2 separate regions of the Sus scrofa genome follow, and region 1 is linked to region 2. A link is a contact called in public HiChIP or PLAC-seq data. All regions are on one chromosome and are shown on one strand. Each heading gives the region's core, a stretch centred on a gene start, on an enhancer-like site or on the middle of the called end of the contact. The rest is flanking DNA. Distances are from core to core; before and after follow the strand shown.

What was found. HiChIP or PLAC-seq counts read pairs in DNA pulled down with a chosen protein or histone mark.
Region 1: a contact with region 2 is called in an H3K27ac HiChIP or PLAC-seq map of alveolar macrophages, with 4 times the contacts expected there. The contact joins two enhancer-like sites. A contact is called at or near these places in 1 of 47 Hi-C or Micro-C datasets (epiblast stem cells) and 1 of 2 datasets of contacts at active chromatin or transcription factors (alveolar macrophages).

Annotation. Positions count from the first base shown.
Region 1 is chr1:32,583,558-32,586,271 of Sscrofa11.1, reverse strand. EPB41L2 (band 4.1-like protein 2) reads right to left here. Exons shown (of 18, transcript XM_021088293.1): 12 at 89-261. Among named protein-coding and RNA genes, the nearest start is that of SMLR1, 120 kb to the left of the region's middle. Within about 2 kb of position 1,316, at least 12 of the 83 cell types and tissues checked have an H3K27ac peak or open chromatin away from gene starts, as enhancers often do. A contact at or near this core is called in alveolar macrophages, where this site is marked.
Region 2 is chr1:32,244,672-32,247,555 of Sscrofa11.1, reverse strand. The region is part of intron 8 of AKAP7 (A-kinase anchor protein 7); the gene reads left to right. Among named protein-coding and RNA genes, the nearest start is that of AKAP7, 120 kb to the left of the region's middle. Within about 2 kb of position 1,520, at least 8 of the 83 cell types and tissues checked have an H3K27ac peak or open chromatin away from gene starts, as enhancers often do. A contact at or near this core is called in alveolar macrophages, where this site is marked.

The DNA.
Region 1 (2,714 bases), core at 67-2,566, 340 kb before region 2:
ATATTTGAGTTCTGACGCGACATGTGCAATAGACAGCCTCTAGTCCGAGGACATATTTAAAACCATTTATTCGACTAATTTGCCATACCTTTCCTTCAATGTACTGCACTGGTGGAGCTTTAGCCAGGCTTCTGACATCCCTTCTGCCGTCACCATCTTGTACCACGGCAGGACTGACAACTCCCGGGCCATATGCTGACACCTCTCCAGCAGGGCCAGCAAAATCTTTCATAAGACTTTGGTCCACAACACCAACTGGAGCTAGTAAGGAATGACCATTTGGATGACTTTAGAACATTTAAACAACAGCATTTTATGAAACGTCTCCCCTCCACCCCCTTCACAGATAAATAGGCAGCATGTAGACAATTAATAGAAACAGAAACCTTATTTGATTATGAAAATAACATCTCAAACAAACCACTGTTAAAATAAACTCGGAAAGTATTCTGAATTGTGACCCATTAAATCACAGCTCTCCAATCAGAGATTGTTCAAGGATATACACGCATTATGGAACTGGCCAGTAGGAGGAGCTCTAAGACCAGGTGAAACATCAGGGTCAGCACTATGTCAGAATTACAAAGTAAAGCAGTATTTTAATTCCCCAGGGTCTCCTTAATCTTGCCTGAACTTATTTCTGAATCTCTCTATAGCAACAAAAAACTAGTTATTAAAATGATTTGCTTCAATAAGTTTTATGATTGCCTCCATAAAGGAACCTTTAATTAGAACACCAGTTAAAACTGCAACAAGACAGTAAGGACGGATTTTACTTCTGTGTTTAAACCTCTCTGTTTAATATTTTCCATCCTCCTAACCTTCCTCCTGAACGCCTCAACTTGACCTACAGTAGGTCTAATACATGGAAATGCTCTGCCTCAGCAAATCTCACCCTTATGCGCTCCCATCTCTCCTAGAGATGGGCAGGAACACAGACTGTGTAGATATTTCTGTCATACAGCAGATCAGCCTAAGATGGCTTTAAATCTCAACAAGGCGAAGTGGCAGCAACCGGCAGAAGCCTCTGTCCATCTGTAGTGTCCCCCCCACCCATCCCCCGCCGATGCTGAGACAACCACTGAGGTCACTTCACCTGTATAAAAAGCACTTCCTGACGTAGTGTGCTGTGCTCCGGTTCTATGCCCCTAGGGAAGCCTAGGAAACAAAGACCTTCAGGCTGCAAGTTCTTAGAGGGCAGGGAACGTGTGTGATCCCCCATCACTGACCTTGGGCAACACCTAGACCTCTTATCCATTGTGTTACAAGAAACCTCTTAATCCACACCCCCACATGCCCTGTCCAAACTTCCTTCTTCCCCTATATTAACTTTCTGCCACATACACTCACTCTCATGCTGGCACCCAGTTACTCAAGTCAGAAAGCTTGAAGTCTCCTCCTTTACTCCTCAACGACCAGCAAGCTGAAAGGAGTCCTTGGATAGATTTTTCAATGTGGCCAGTTTCTTCCATCTCTATTTTACCACCCAGGTCCCTGTGAAGACTTTTGTGGCTCTTAAATACGCATACTTTGGAAAGCCCAGACCAAATCATATTAAACATTAAAATGAACTCACATCATACACTAAGTGTAATTATTTTCTAGGGTCCCCCCCAATTTTTAAAAGATTTTTAAGAAGTTTTCCTTGGAAACTATATGGCTCTGAGTAACTCTTTAGTCTATGTTTATGATTTTTAAGAACCCCATTATGCATCCTCAGAAATTTACTGCAAAATGAGGAAATGTGACCTAGCAATGGTTTCAAATGTAATGATATCAAAATTTTAATGAATATCAAATTTGAAGTTGCCAAATGAGGGTGGCAAGTGTTGACACTGCATATTTTTATTAAACATGTATTGATTTCAGTTTGTGGCTAATAATTTCTTTCAGGTATTCAACCCTTGCAGAACCCTGACAAGCTTATAGGCCAGGGACTATCCCTAACCAAGCTGCTTGAGCTTCCTCTCAAATCCTCTCCAATTATTCCTGACATGGCATGAAGTGATTTTTTTTTTTTTTTAAGATAGCACTGTACACATATGTGTTTGCCCAATCCTTCAACTGTTTCCTAGAAAACCCACATTCTCCATCACAGCCTGCAAGGGCCGTAGTGACCCCTCCCAGCCTACCTCTCCCCATCACTGGTGACTTCTGACAACACTTGCCTTCTTTCTATTCTTGGAATGTTATCAAGCTGTCCCTGAACTTAGGACTTTCAGATCTGCTACTCCTGCTGCCTGGAATGCTTTCTCTCCTGCTTACTCGTGGTGGCCTCCTTCTCGCCCTTCAAGTCTCAACTGAAACGGTTCTTCCTCAGACAGGCCTCCCTCCCCTGATGACACCATCCGCAATGTCCCTGCTTCTTATATCCGCCCCTCCCAAATGCATCTTGGTTGTCAGTGCTCTCCAGGACTGATCTGCCTCCTTTCTGGAATGACTGTGGAATCTTGGAATCTCTCTATTCTAAAGAGAGCTACTCCAGATGGATTGTTATCTGACAGAACAAAGTTTGTTATTTGGTATCCCATTGATTTTTCTCCTATGTAATCACTAGAAGGTTTATTTTCATTTGTCAAACCATAAAGTGAAGAATATTTATGCATCTTGTCTAGTCTGTTTAAAAACAGGAAAAAGAAAAAAACAACAACAAAAAGGTATACTGATGGTGTGGCGGGAAAAATAAAGCTCAGTACGGTTACCGCCTAGCTTTG
Region 2 (2,884 bases), core at 271-2,770:
TTTCCGACTTTGGATCGTGGAGTGGACGTCCAGCATTTTTCTGTGTAGCTTCCGTCCCTCTGGGGGCCTCCCTCTCCCTCTCCTTGGGTTTCTGTCCATCACGAGGTCTTGCTTTCCTGCCCTGAGAGGGATACATGGTCCAAGTGGAGTTAACCAGTCTTTCTATAAAGATTTGATAAGAGGGTCTGTCTTCCTTTTGGGTTGTGAATGGAAAGCTGTAAGCTTCAGATTGATGGCTGGCAGGGAGTGAAGGGGAGTCTTCCTGAGAAGGAACATGGCGCAGAAGGAGGGGGCCAGAGAAGGAAAGAGGAGATGATCCTGAAGATATTGTTGGAGCCTCTGAGCTCAGCCGAAGTAGGACCCTCTCTGTTATATTGAAGCAATAAATCGTCCTTGTTTAACTTGCTTGGGTTAAGTTTTTGTCGCCTTCAACCAAAAGGCTTCCGTTATATTCTAGAGGACACTCCGTGTATGTAAGAGCAGCCCCATTCTGGAACAAATCTTTTAAACCTAGTGAAGAGGTAAAAAGTCTTTGATTTCTTCGGACCTTTCATGTTCCACCTTAGTGGCCATAAAATTTAGCCTTAAGTGAGAGCTGTTATGAAGACTAATTCAGTTCACTTCAACTAGGAAACATCGTGGAGCACATCACATTTGGAAAGTTCGGAGCCAAGGGTTAGGAAGATACAGTGAAGATACATGATCTGTATTGTTGAAGGGTTTCTTTCTTTTTTCCATGTTTAAAGTGTTATTGAAGTATAGTTGTTGTGATAATTTCTGCTGTACAACAAAGTGATACAGTTATACGTATACACACATTCATTCGTTTTCAGATTCTTTTCCCATACACATTTTTGAAGGAGGTATATTGGATCCCAACACTTTTCATGCCCTGAAAGGAAAAAGCCAATAGGAAGGATCTTGATGTTCTCAGTCCAACAAGCAAACCCCACCCCTTCCATACCAGGGAAGTTACAGAGCTAAGTCAGCCAAATAGTGAAAGTGAGTTAATTCCCTATTACAGAAGCTCCTGTCACACAGCGGTTACAGCTTGACATGGGCAAACAGTTTCTACAACAAACAGTTTAGCAGATAAAATTTCCTTTAAACAAGCATTTATAATGTCAGAGGTACAAATTAATAGATCTTGGAACTATTAAAACCAGCCTTTGCATTGTATAGTAATGTTCTTTGCCCTTAGCAAATAGTCAGAGGCAAAAACTGAATTATATGATGAAAATATAAAGAATAATTGTAGTTTTAATTTAAAGTTATGCTAGCTAGGACATAAATAATGTTAATTTTACTAAAGGTTGAGGCAGAGGCTTATAATTTTGTTTCTACACACTGCCCCCTAGACTTACAAATTTAGTCAAGAACATTTGTAAACCTCAGATATGTATACAGAAAAATTATCTTTATAGGAAGAAAGTGACATGAAAACAGGATGTTTAGCGTACATAGAGAGAAGATTTCATATTCTCCAGAGAGAGAAGTCACCCAGTTGGTAAGAATCCCATGGTAAAGACTGATTCACTTTTTTTACGTGTCTCAGCGGCCCCTCCCCACCCTTTGTGGTTAGATCGTTGGTGTTGGCATTTGCCATGTGAATTACATCAGGTTTCAATTTGATGTCTTACATCTGACTGTTAGAGCAAAAATAAAATTCACACTTTCTAAGCATTTAAAATATTCAGCTAAAGTTAGCTGCGAAGCTCAGCTTTTCCCGAGTTTTGATTGATGCTTATGATAGCTAATAAACTGGCAAGCAGATGATGTGTTAATCTAAAACTTTCTATCTAGATCTGTAGCAGTCAGACCTTATTTAGAATTCTGACAATGGGGAGTGTGTCTTGAGGAGGAAGGCCAGGGTGGCGAGGAGCCTGGAAACCACAGCATAAGAGGAAGACTGAAGGACTCCAGGTGCTTAGCTTGGATGGTAAATTGTCTTCAGCCATTTGGAGGATTCTTTAATGTGGAAGGGAAAGAAGTTATTCTGTATGGCTTCAGGGGGCTAACATTGGGACAGTGAGTGTTCATTTTAACACATTTTGGTGATTTTGGAAGCCAAATGATATAGATATGTTAAACCCAGTAGTATTCGAATTATGCTTGGATAACTTTGGTTATAAATAATGAAAATACTGAAAGGGAGTTCTAAAACACAAAGACTTTATCATAGTCAGATTTTGCATTAATCATTTTTATTACCTAAGAGGATATTTTGAGGCAGAGTTTTTCGAACTGTTTTAAGCCACCAACCTCTTTCTTTAAATAGAAGACCAACATTTTTTTTGAAAAAAAGTATGCCTCTTTATTATTTCATATTTTATAGTGACTATTAATGGCTCTTTTAATTAGTACCTATAGGCTCAGTAACCTTGCTTTAAATGTAAATCAGCTATAAAGGAAAAAATAAAAACCATTAAAAAAAACCCAAATGTAATGTACAACTTTGGGTTCTTGTCTAGGTACACTGTTGTATTACTGATGTGCCACATAAAATGTTGATTATTGAACTCCGTAGTAACAGTGGGCGATTGGTATCAACAGGTCCTAGAGATAACAAGCTAAGATATATTACCTATTGTATGATTGTCTTTATGAATGAGATTTTGTGAAAACATTTTGTCCAAATTTACATCTGTTTTAAATTAATTTTCTATAGTATGGGTAGAGTAAATTTAAAATAAAAATTCATTGTGATACATTCATACCGTGTAATGTACACCATATACTTAATCTTCAATGTAAAATTAGATACACAGATTTTTAGATTTTATAAAACCTGAAAGTATGTATGTAAAATTGTATGAAATCTGAATATTAAATTGAAAGGCAGAGTAAACAAATTGTTCTAAGGGGAAGCAAGGTCATGAAGTAT